Linked DNA regions of Mus musculus: region 2 is linked to region 1. Evidence: chromatin contacts called from public Hi-C data. All regions are on one chromosome and are shown on one strand. The core of a region is the stretch at or near the end of the contact, and the rest is flanking DNA. Distances in the headings are between cores, read along the strand shown. Region 1 has its middle 12 kb from the start of Cldn1. Region 2 overlaps Il1rap (interleukin 1 receptor accessory protein).

Region 1 (5,858 bases), core at 1,411-3,910:
GAAAGCTACAGTATTTCAAGATGCTCATTATTGCTAATTTGTTAACATGTTTAGAATAATACATGCCCAAATACTTCCTTCTGTTTTGGATTTGGTTTGGGCTATTTATGCTGGAACTTGCTGTGTAGACTACACTAGTCTTGAACTCCCAGAGATCCACCTGCTTCTGCCTCCTTTAAGTGCTGGGATTAAAAGGCTGTGCCACCACACAGAGCATAGCCTAAAGATTTTTAAGAATATGTTTTTCAGAATGAATACCCGTCTTAGAATTCCCAATATTTCTTTCATGCAAAAGACTTCTTCCCTAATGTTTTGGAGGAAAAGCCCTTATTTACCTCGCTCTGTGGGATGCCTTTTAGTGCTATTGCATAACGTGGGTTCAGGCACAAGAGGTGTTCACAAGCCTCATCAAGTACAAAAGTTTATTTGCCTACCATCTGGTAGGTTTTCACAGACCATCTCTCCTGATGACAACCGTATTCTCCTTTAAGACTTCCAACTAAAACAGAGCAGAGAGATGAAACAATGTTCAAACATGTTTAGAATAATTAATATTCTGACCCAACCAGAAATATGGGTAGATTTTACACTGCTCTCCCTCTCTACCTCTGTTGGTGTGGGTGTGGTGTATTTGTGTGTGTTCTCAGGTAGGCTGCTGAGACATGTGTGTGTGTGTGTGTGTGTGTGTGTGTGTGTGTGTGTGTGTGTGTGTGTGTGTGTATTTCAGAAAGAAAGCCTCAGGAGTCAGTTCTTCCTTTCTACCATGTTTGTTCTTTAAACTGAACTCTGATCTTTACGCTTGGCAGATAAGACCTGCTTTGCTATCTCTTTGGTCCATCTCTTTCAGACTTGATGTTAATAGTGATTGCTATCACTATTGCTGGGCTCTGTTCTACTATTTTTACCCAAATTCATGACTGTTTAGCCACAGTATATCTTAAATCATCTCTTTTTAACCTTCGAGGACATAGTGTCTTGTTTTACTTTCAAGAAATATAGACTACATCTCAGTTGCTCAATTTTGTTAGTTTTGCAACCTTATCTTTTCTGCTGTCTTAAGTCAGAAAGAAAATATTTTTGAGTTGTGCCACAGAGAACATTTAATCTGGTCTCCTAGTTAGATAAACATCTTAAAATCTGAGATTCCTCGGATGACTAAGTTTCCATGCCAGGAAGAAGATTCTGTTTTTCTAATGAGATTCTTTCTGTTTGTCCATTATTGCAAACTGTTCCTTCAGGCACAGGTAACCCCATGAATTCATGAGTTCATGCATATAACTAGCTGCCTATGAACTAAGTCTGTAGCATCGTCAGGAATGAGCCAGGCGAGGTGGCACATGCCTTTAATCCCAGCACTTGGGAGACAGAGACAGGCAGATTTCAAGGCCAGCGTGGTCTACAAATTGAGTTCCAGGACAGCCAGAGCTATACAAAGAAACCCTGTCTCAAAAAACCAAAAAAAAAAAATAATAATAATAATAATTTGAAGCTGGGCGGTGGTAGTGCACGCCTTGAATCCCAACACTTGGGAGGCAGAGGCAGGCAGATTTCTGAGCTGGAGGCCAGCCTGTTTTACAAAGTGAGTTCCAGGACAGCCGGAGATATACAGAGAAATCCTGCCTCGGGAAAAAAACAGAATAAATTATTGATATCTTATTTTTCTTAAAATTAATAATTTAAATTATTTTACCATTACTAATCAGAATTGTATTCTTCTAGAAACACAAACTGCAGCTTGTAATATCTGTAATGTATTTATGTAGCGTCTGTCTTAAGAAAGATCATTGTACATTGTAAAGTACTGATTCATTGTAGTAGACAGAATAATAAACTCCCCTGCCTGGAGATGCTCACATCTAAGTACCTCACCTGTGGAATAAACTACACTACATAGGAAATGGAGAGCAAGGCTTGCACATACAGTTAACGTGTCTCATCAGTTATCTCAGGTTATCTGTGCACACACAATGCTCCATAACGAGAGTCTTTAAGAGAGAGAGAGACAAGGAGTGCCAGAGAATAGGCTCAATATATAATCTATACCTGTAAAGAAATGTTCTTTAAAGAACTTGATGAAATTTCTTTAAAGACACTGACTTCAAGCTTCCAGCTTTGAAAGCAGTAAGAAGATGTCATTAGCCAAAATCTGGCAAGGCAAAATCCAAAAAGTTCCAGAAAAGTAGGTGACCTTGCTGACAACTTTAATCCTATGAGACACATTTAGGGTTTTGGTTTTATTTTTAATCATATATAAAACAATAAATGTTTTATATTATGTAAATGTGTAATATTTATTTATTATGATTATTATATCTATTCTTTTAAATTATTAAACTAGTGATTATTATAGTAGCCACAGAAAACCGATGAGCTTATTTTTAGAACTACAAACAGAAATTTTCCAAAGATACGATGATTGTGTATTTGATGAAATCCATATCAGAACTCAAAAAAATAAAAAATAAAAAGGAAAAAAAGACATTACTAACAACTAAAACTATATTTGACTTCTGTTTATCAAATTGCACCCAGGACAGTCTAGATCACATTTAAATATTTTTTCCTGTAACCTGTCAAAGATTCACAAGATAATACTGAACAAAATCAGAGACAAGTGTCTGCCTGATCGAAGACCCGGAACTATGTTTAGTAAACTGTTTGTTCAGTCAATATTTAATGAAGCCGGTGGGGATGTGGTGTATGCATCTGTCAGTATGACACAGCAGAGGAAGACAGCAAGGAGGCCATGCTCAGCAGCTGAATTCAGTCGGCTCAGCCTCTAAGGCAGGGAGGGCCAATGCTTTGAGCCTGCAAACTGCTTTCAATGAGACCACATCTGAGCCCACATGTCCTCAGAGGTCTGACTACCAGTAAAGCAACTTCCTGTTCACTCTGATCCACTGAACCATGGGGCTTTCGTAATATTCTGCTCTTTGTTCTTGCAATAATGCTCATGTATACTCATTGATCCTCACTTTACTTAACTTAACCCCTATTTTACAAAATAAAATAAAAAACAAAGGGGAAAAGAAGGGAGAAACAGTAGCAGACTCTAGATTTTGTTCCAAGGTCAGGATCTCATAGCCAGGCTGGCCTGAAATTCCCTACTAGCTGGAAATGACCTTGAACTCCTCATCCTCCATCTCTACCTCCAATGAGCTGGGACTACAAGAATGTTCTGAAATGCCTCCATAGAGTTTAGATTTTAATTTTAAGTGCAAAAGACACCTGTGCGTTTTTATCATTAGACAATCAAGCCCTGTTCCTCTCTATGAATTTTCTGGTGACTGTGGAACGTGTTTCACACCTCACTGGGGGCATAGTAATGAAGCTTCTCTCACTACAGTCTCTCACCTTTAGTCTGCTCTCCATCCTCATAATCGTATACTGGCTCACAATCTCGAAGGTTTCCTACACCAATCCCAAAAGATGAGATTATAGAACAATTAGTTGGTGCCAGGCCCTTCACTAAGCATGTAATAACCCAGTCCTTGTCACTAAGCATCACATGCTGCAAGTGAGGCTGACAGAAGAACAAAGAACAAGGATAGCTTAGTCCAACTAGATTGGGTTATGGACACCCCTTTATTTTCCTCTTAAAAGTTACCATTAAAATAAAAACACCTCATTCCTTTTCTTTCCTCCCATGAACACTGCCACCCACCCCCGAACCCCATCAAATCCTGGCTTCTTGCTTTTTTTTTAATGTATTTTACACACACACACACACACACACACACACACACACACACACACACACACACACAAACACACACACACACACACACGCTCACACATACACTAAATACAAAATATGACCTGGTGAAGGTAGTGTTGTTTATAAGTTTATGACTTCAAGGCTGACCATTTCATATTGGATAGCTGAGAGGGGACTCACCCCTGGACAACTTCATTTTCTAATAACATACTTGGCAGTATATCTCCTTTACCGCTGTAAAACATCCGGCCAGACAGTACTTCTAGGAACCTGAATCAAGCTGTACACACACCTCTCTCTGTACCTCCCCTATAAACAAACTTAGATAGTTTCTACTCAAGCCTATTTCCAATGCCTCCAGTTGCAGCCACTCCCCACCCCTGACCTTACTTCTGCAGCTCTCATGGGACAAGCAAACTTGTGTCCTTAAGCGAACTGAGGGAGACTCTATTTCACTACCTTGTGCCTATGCTTAATTGGATGTTGTCTTGGTCTTTTGGATTGCTGTGACAAAACACCATGACCAAGTCAATTTACAGAAGAGTTTATTGGGTTCATGGCTCCAGGTTAGACAACATAAACACCGTGGTACGGAACCTATTAGCAGACAGGCAGACATGGTACTTAAGCAGTAACTGAGAGTTTAGTTTTGATCCACATGCACTATAGACAGACAGACAGACAGACACAGAAAGAAGTAATTGGGAATAGCATGAGATTTTGAAATCTCAAAGCCCACCCCAGTGAAATACCTCTTCCAACAATACCACACCTCCTAATCCTTCCCAAACATCTCCACCTACTGGGGACTAAGAGTTCAAAATCTGAGTCTATAGGAATGATTTTAATTCAAACCACTGCAAGTGTACATGTGATTAAAATTAGGTGTGTCTGGTTAGGGTTATATGCTACAGTAGTAACATGGTTATGTGACCGAGTCTATCAATCAAAATAGAGAACTGTCCTTACCATGCCATTTAGCAACCCAACCTCCCTTTCTATTACAGCCCATAAAAGGAAACCTCAATCAGTAGTCAGAGCCCTGGAGTACCCTCGCTCATGTGGTCTGATGCTCTCTTGCAGTGGAGTCTAATCTTTTCTATTGCTTAGCATAAAATACAGTTTCCTTTTTGCTGCTGCAAATCTGTGAGGTTTTATTTCCAATCATTGCAGAAGAGGTCAAGAACCTGAAAACACCCAGCCCTGACACCAACCACTAGTAACATTCATAATACTATTATATTTACTTTTAGTGGAGAAACAGAGGAGTTCAGAATATAAATAATGTACCAAGATTACACAGCTAGGAAGACTCAGATCCAAAACTGATACCTTCTTGACCATTTGGCATTCAGACTTCCAGAGCTTTATTATGAGCCAACTTAATGACCATTAGCAATAGGATGAATACCAGCCAATTGGTTTGTGTTCCAGTTTTTCTATTATTGTGATAAAACACCGACCAAAATCAACTTGGGGGTGGGTGATGCATTATTTGGCTTCGACTTAATGATCACTATCCATCATTGAAGGGAGTCAGCACAGGAACTCAAGACAAGAACCTGGAGGCAGAAAGTGAAGCAGAGACACTTGATGCTGGTAATAGGGTAGCTCCACAGGGCTCACTCAGCTTGCTCTTTTGTGTACAGCCTGGGACTACTGTCTAGGAACACCACTTCTCATGTAGACTCTGCCATTCTACATCAATCATTAATCAAGAAAATGTCGACAGGCCTTTGTGATGGAAGTATTTTCTCAATCTTTTCCCAGATGACTCTAGCTTGCGACAAGTTGACAGAAAACCAGCCAGGTCTGTTAGTTCCTGTATTATAAAAATAGCATAGCTAACTTCATAATGTAATAAGTAGTTAACTTATTCCTTAGAACCAAAGTTCTAAAGAATAGAACCAACACAACACCTTTCAAAATGATGAAAGGGACTGATGTTTCTGCTTCTAAAATTTCAAAATAGAATTATTTTTTTAAATTTGTATTAGATATTTTCTTCATTTATATTTCAAATGCTATCCCAAAAGTCCCTTATACCCTCCCCCTGCCCTGCTTCCCTACCCACCCACTCCCACTTCTTGCCCATGGTGTTCCCCTGTACTGGGACATATAAAGTTTGTAAGTCCAAGGG
Region 2 (5,642 bases), core at 462-2,961, 310 kb before region 1:
GAACTGAAGGAATCCTCTAAGAATTCCTCCTCTAACATCTCCTCCTTCTCTACTACTTATATATCAGATACTGTAAATAGACACATGATCTGTCATAGTTTACCTAATGAGGGATAGCTAAGTAAGAAAAGAGGCTGTTCAAAGTAGACATTTTATAATTTCTACAAAAACTTACATTACTATTAGGAAAGAAATAGGTTTGAATTGTAGAAATTCAATTAGCTTAAGGTCTGTTTGCACAAGGTGACCAAATTTAGGGTCTTAATAACTATTCTGTCACATATGTCACCACAGTGATTTATTAGTTTCTGGAGCGAACCAATTCTCTCTAGCAATTTATACCTCACTTACAGAGAAGTCTTTTGTCTCCAGAGACCTATACGTTCTCCTTTGTTAAATTCTTACAAATATCAAGTTTACTTAAGAATGAAATGACCCAAGTTGTTATATCAAGAGAGGTATGTATTATTACCCATAAGCTTTTGAAAATTAGCTCTTTGGGATTTTTGAACATTTACTTTTAAAAGTGAAATTTAGAGAACAAAAATGTAGTTAGTTAATATTTAATAAGTAATTCTCAAGTATCAGGGGAAGATGAGAAAAGTATGGTTACTTTAATAGAAGAGACTAACATACATTATGTAAGACAGACTATTTAGACCCATACTCCAGGACTGAGAAAGACAACACTATACTTTCATGGAAGCATATGCCAACATATCTCCTTCTTATTCATCTTGCTCATGTGAAAGATACACTCCTTATGTCTTTAAGTGAGAATCAGAAACATGGGAAGTTGGTTGAACTTAAAACAATCTGATGCCTGCTCTTTGGGTTCACTGTGATGAAGCTATCTAGCCTGAAGACAATGCAATTCCAAAGTTTGTCACACAATCTGACAAGTATGTGCACTTGCCTTGCTAGTTTAATGACCCTGCAGCCCCTGAAGGTTGAAAAATCTTGCTAAGTTTCTTAAAGAATAATAATAATCATGTACATTGAATAATATTCATCAAGACCTTAGACTAACAAAGACTAGAGCACCTGCATGCAGCCAGGATACCTTTCATTAATAGTGATGTCGACTGTGACGTCATCAGGCTTCTTTCCATCAATGGTCCACCAGACCTCATTGTGGGAGTCCATAATGAAACTGAAATAGACTTTGCAGGGAATAACCAGTTCCTCTCCTGAAATAAATTTAGTCGATGAAGTTAACCTATATTAATCCATCAGTCTATATATTTCATATGATTAGTTATGCCTGATTCTCTAGTGGCCACTGTAAGGCAACCTACCGAAACACCAAACACATGAGAGGATAAAACCAAGAAGAAAAATGAGCAAGTGTCCATGAAATTACAAGGGTGGGCATTTTTAACACTAAATAAGTATCTTCTAAAATGTCAGAAGAACTCTGACTATATTCTTTTCAGGCCAAATCTCTTCTAGTACTGTTATTTTGTTATGAGGGCATAAACAAAGTACAAGCAAAATGGAACTTTCCTTCTCTTTCTTTTCTTTTCTTTTCTTTTCTTTTCTTTTCTTTTCTTTTCTTTTCTTTCCTCTCTCTCTCTCTCTCTCTCTCTCTCTCTCTCTCTCTTTCTTTCTTTCTTTCTTTCTTTCTTTCATTGTTATAAAACACCATGGCCAAGGCAAGTTATAAAAGAGAACATTTGATTTGAGGTTCAAAGTTCCAGAGGGTTAAAGTCAATGATCATCGTAAGAGGGATCATGGCTGTAGGCCAGCAGGCTTGGTGCTGGAACGGTAGCTAAGAGATTATTTCTCATGGAAAAACACGAGGCAGAGAAAGCTACCTAGGAATCGCATGGGATTTTTGAAACCTCAAAGCCCACCTCCAGCCATAGCTCACAGTCCTGTTTCACAATTCCTCCCAAACAGTTCCATAAGTTGGGCACTAGGAATTCAGATATATGAGCCTATGGGAGTGGCGGTTATTCTCCTTCAAACTATAGCATTGACCAGTAAAAGTCTGTAAATGGTGGGTCCTTGTCCAAGGAGGAGAGAGTGATGTCATTTCCTAAGTAACCTGGCCAAGGAATCTTCCTCTCCAATCCCTCAGAAGCTTAGTTTAAAATAGCAGCTCTAAGCTATGTGGCTGAGATGCTTTAAGACACTGAGACGTTTCAAACAGGGACACAGTGCTAACAATCAGGTCAGGACCAGCACATTACTGTGAACTCGGTAGAACTAAATACCTGTCCGTGTTTTCCTTTATTCCTATTTTATCCTTTCAAAATCATATACACTTACATAATAAAGTTTATTTCCATTCTGCCATGGCCACCACCCGTCTATTTTCTTTAACACCTTTACCCAAACAATTTCCCTCCTATTTTTTATTATAGACCTCTGAATTTATTCATGTATTTGCATGAGCATGGATGTGGGTGTTATTTACTGAAGTATTGGGCAATATATCAATGGCTATAGCACTGAAGAATGTAAGTGACCGGTGAGTGCCTATCCCTAAATGGGAAATCTGCATTACCTCTTTCAAGTTCAGGAAACATTGATGGAGGTAAAGCAAAAAGGACATAAGAGCCAGGGGATGTAGATGAGTCTACAAAACAGCTACTTAAAATTAAAGATATATAGTTATATGTGTATGTGTTCCTTGAGACGTATGTGAAGAGACTGTTGTATGTGTATCAACTGGGGATAGGCAACCCATGGTGAGTTGTCATTTACATTTTGATCAGAGTGTCCTTGTCTGCTATACAAATAAGCTTCTCTGATAAGAGTTGATTACTGCATCTAGCTGTTTGTATTTAGACAGAAGTTGGAAACTATACTGGTTCAGGCACATGGAGGTAGTAGTCGCTTTTCCTCTACATTAGATGGCTTTGCCAGTTGCCTCTATTTAAAGAGTCAGGCATAAATTCCCACCTCTTGAGAAGACTTCCAAGTCTAATTTACATGGCTATTGCTTAGCCCTATAATGGAAGTACCATTAGTGGACCTTTTGGAATATATTGCTATTCTGCTATTGTAGTTCATAGGCTTTAGAGATTGATAGGGCTATGGGTTGCTTCTCACCACTGGAAACTTGCATATCTCCTTGTCATATTACGAGAGCTAGGTTTCAGAAAAGAAACACCTAATTCGAATTTAGATTGATTCCTAAGTTCTCTGTCCAAAGTGTGCTGTATTGTTGGTGATAGAGCCTGACTTCCAATTTCTGAGATGTGATCAAGGAAAAGAGTAAAAGCCTGTATTGTATGGGGAGCTTTTTGGACTCTCCTGCCTAACAACTTGAATATGGAGATTGCTCATGCCTAACACTTACGTTTTTATTAAATAGTCAATGCTTTTTTGGTGGGGAGCATTTTTATTCCAAGGGGCACAAGATATATATAAATATATATATATATATATATATAAAACCCTAAATGTTACATATTACCCCGCCTCCCTCTCCTGTGTTGCCCTCTTCCCTCTTTCTCAAGGAGGTTTTTCTCTGCCTAAGTATTTATTCTTACCAAACACCATGATGTCTTTTAAAAAATTAATTTTCTACAGAAGCAAAAGCTGACATTTCTACATATTAAAGGTTATTTGTAGGTCAAATTGTTAGTAAGAAGTAGGTAAAGATTCGACCTGGATTGGAACTTACATGCCAGTCTGCTGAGAATAATTCTGCTTTGTGCTAATATTTTTGGTTCACTATTGCCTGGACTCTGAAGATAGCTCTAATTATCTTGGGTTTGGCAGACAAACATTTTTTCCAGACTTATTCCAATGTGTGTCTTCCCTAACTTTTTCCTATAGACTTTGAAACTATTGTTTCACTTAAAAAGGTAAAATCAACATGAGTTCAAGAATGATTTTGAAGTGTGACATGCTAAGTAGATGAATCATACTCGACTGACTGACAGATTTCACTTTGGCATTGGCAAGAATGTTCAAATTACTACACAAATCCAATCTTAACTCTAAAAAATACAGTCCACCTAGGTTGGACAACCCTTTTAACATGCCCTGTACTCTTTACATGGCAAATTATACATGAGAACTTTCACTTTTTGGCAAAATACCCATACATTCTCTGGCTCTATAATCTTCAGTTCACACTTCTATATTTCTCATTGGTTCTAGAATGGTTATACTGTACAGAAGATGATGTAAATGTGTTAGAATTTTCTGTGACTTTTCTACTCTTCTAGAGCAGGCTTTCAGTCAAAAGAACGAAAATAGTCTCTTCCTTGGTAACTTATGATTTCTTTCTAGATCAAAAGGTTATAAATCTTATAGGTCATCTCCTAGGGAGACATGACGACCATTTGACAGTGTTCTGAATTCTGTGTTCATGGATCTGTTTTTTTGCATAATAGTCCCAGCTCTGATTCAATGTTCCATGCTTGGAAGAGGAAGCAGAGGCTTAAAAACTGCCTTGTGCTATTATTACAGCCTCAGTAAATGGAAGCCCTGAGTAACGTCAAGTTTTCACCAAACAATGATCACAGAGGAAGACAAGGAGCAGAGAATAAAGGATGTGCTCCTGGGAGAGACACTACACCTCCCAGGCTGCCATGAGATTGATGGCATTGCTGGTCCTTACGTGCTGTAGCTTTTGATCATGCTTCACTTTAAATCTATGCCTTTCCTTACAATTAATCTTTACTGCCTTATATTAAGCTTTGTTTTCCTTCTTGTAATTAAGAGAATCTAACCAGACCTCAGTAGCACACTTATAGTTACCTGGTTCTTTCTCATAGACAACACGGTCATTTGGAGAATAGATCTGGGGTGGCAATGCATCCTTTGGTGAGCCTATGATAGGAAACGCAAACGGAGGATGTTAAATCATTTCAGCTTATGCAAAGCTATGCGGCTAACTTGTTCAACTTCCTGGCATAGTTTGTCAATTCTTGTGAAGGCCTACAGTCTAATATATACTCAATTCCTGGACTTCATGCATTGAAAATAAACAAAATATGATGTAATAGGAAATATGCATTCATCGCTATTACTTAGTGCTAACATGGAACTTGTGCGAGCCCTTTAATTTACTGAGTGCTATGGGTGGTACGAGCATCTTTCATCATAGTGCCCTGTTATTTACTCTTAGTCCCCAGTACCTGAGCCAAGAGCATGTAAGTTCCTCAGGCTCTCAGAAGATGAAGCCCTTAGGCTGTGGGGTCTGTGCTAACTCCAGGCATTTAGCATCAAAATGAATTAAACTGTAGGAAACAGAAAGTATCTCAAAGAATTGAAGAATTGCTTGGTGTGGAAACGTCAGACGATTCTTGACAGATGTGTTGTGAGCACAGAAAAACAGTTTTTCTTTTGCAAGAATCCAAACAAAATATATTGAATCGCCTGCATTTTTCAGGAAGGTAGATTGTTTAATCAGCGTCCTTGATTTCCTGTGCTCTTGTGACATAGACTTCTCTTGCCATATTAGAAATAAGTGCTTTTATGTCTTATTTCTTCTCTTTGTATTCCTCTTTTAATCTCTAAGCTACTTTTATCACTGTACTTGACAGGTGGAACTCCCTGTTGTCAACTTGTAAGCCGTGCTGATGAATCACCCCTATTATCCAAGTATTTCTCCCCCCAAATGTTCCTAATGTCTAGTATGGAACCTGGATAATAGGAAGTGAATGCTTACCTCCAT

Evidence for each region. A called contact is a pair of places that touch in the nucleus more often than the background predicts.
Region 2: a Hi-C map of liver shows a contact between it and region 1, with 3 times the contacts expected there. The contact joins two enhancer-like sites. A contact is called at or near these places in 3 of 39 promoter capture datasets (liver and stem cell-derived epiblast-like cells) and 2 of 484 Hi-C or Micro-C datasets (both in liver).

Annotation. Positions count from the first base shown.
Region 1 is chr16:26,381,298-26,387,155 of GRCm38.p6, reverse strand. No RefSeq gene overlaps it. Among named protein-coding and RNA genes, the nearest start is that of Cldn1, 12 kb to the right of the region's middle. Within about 2 kb of position 2,660, at least 24 of the 459 cell types and tissues checked have an H3K27ac peak or open chromatin away from gene starts, as enhancers often do. A contact at or near this core is called in liver, where this site is marked.
Region 2 is chr16:26,694,375-26,700,016 of GRCm38.p6, reverse strand. It overlaps Il1rap (interleukin 1 receptor accessory protein), which reads right to left. Exons shown (of 11, transcript NM_001159318.1): 6 at 4,724-4,795; 7 at 1,064-1,190. Among named protein-coding and RNA genes, the nearest start is that of Gm20319, 58 kb to the left of the region's middle. Within about 2 kb of position 1,711, at least 3 of the 459 cell types and tissues checked have an H3K27ac peak or open chromatin away from gene starts, as enhancers often do. A contact at or near this core is called in liver, where this site is marked.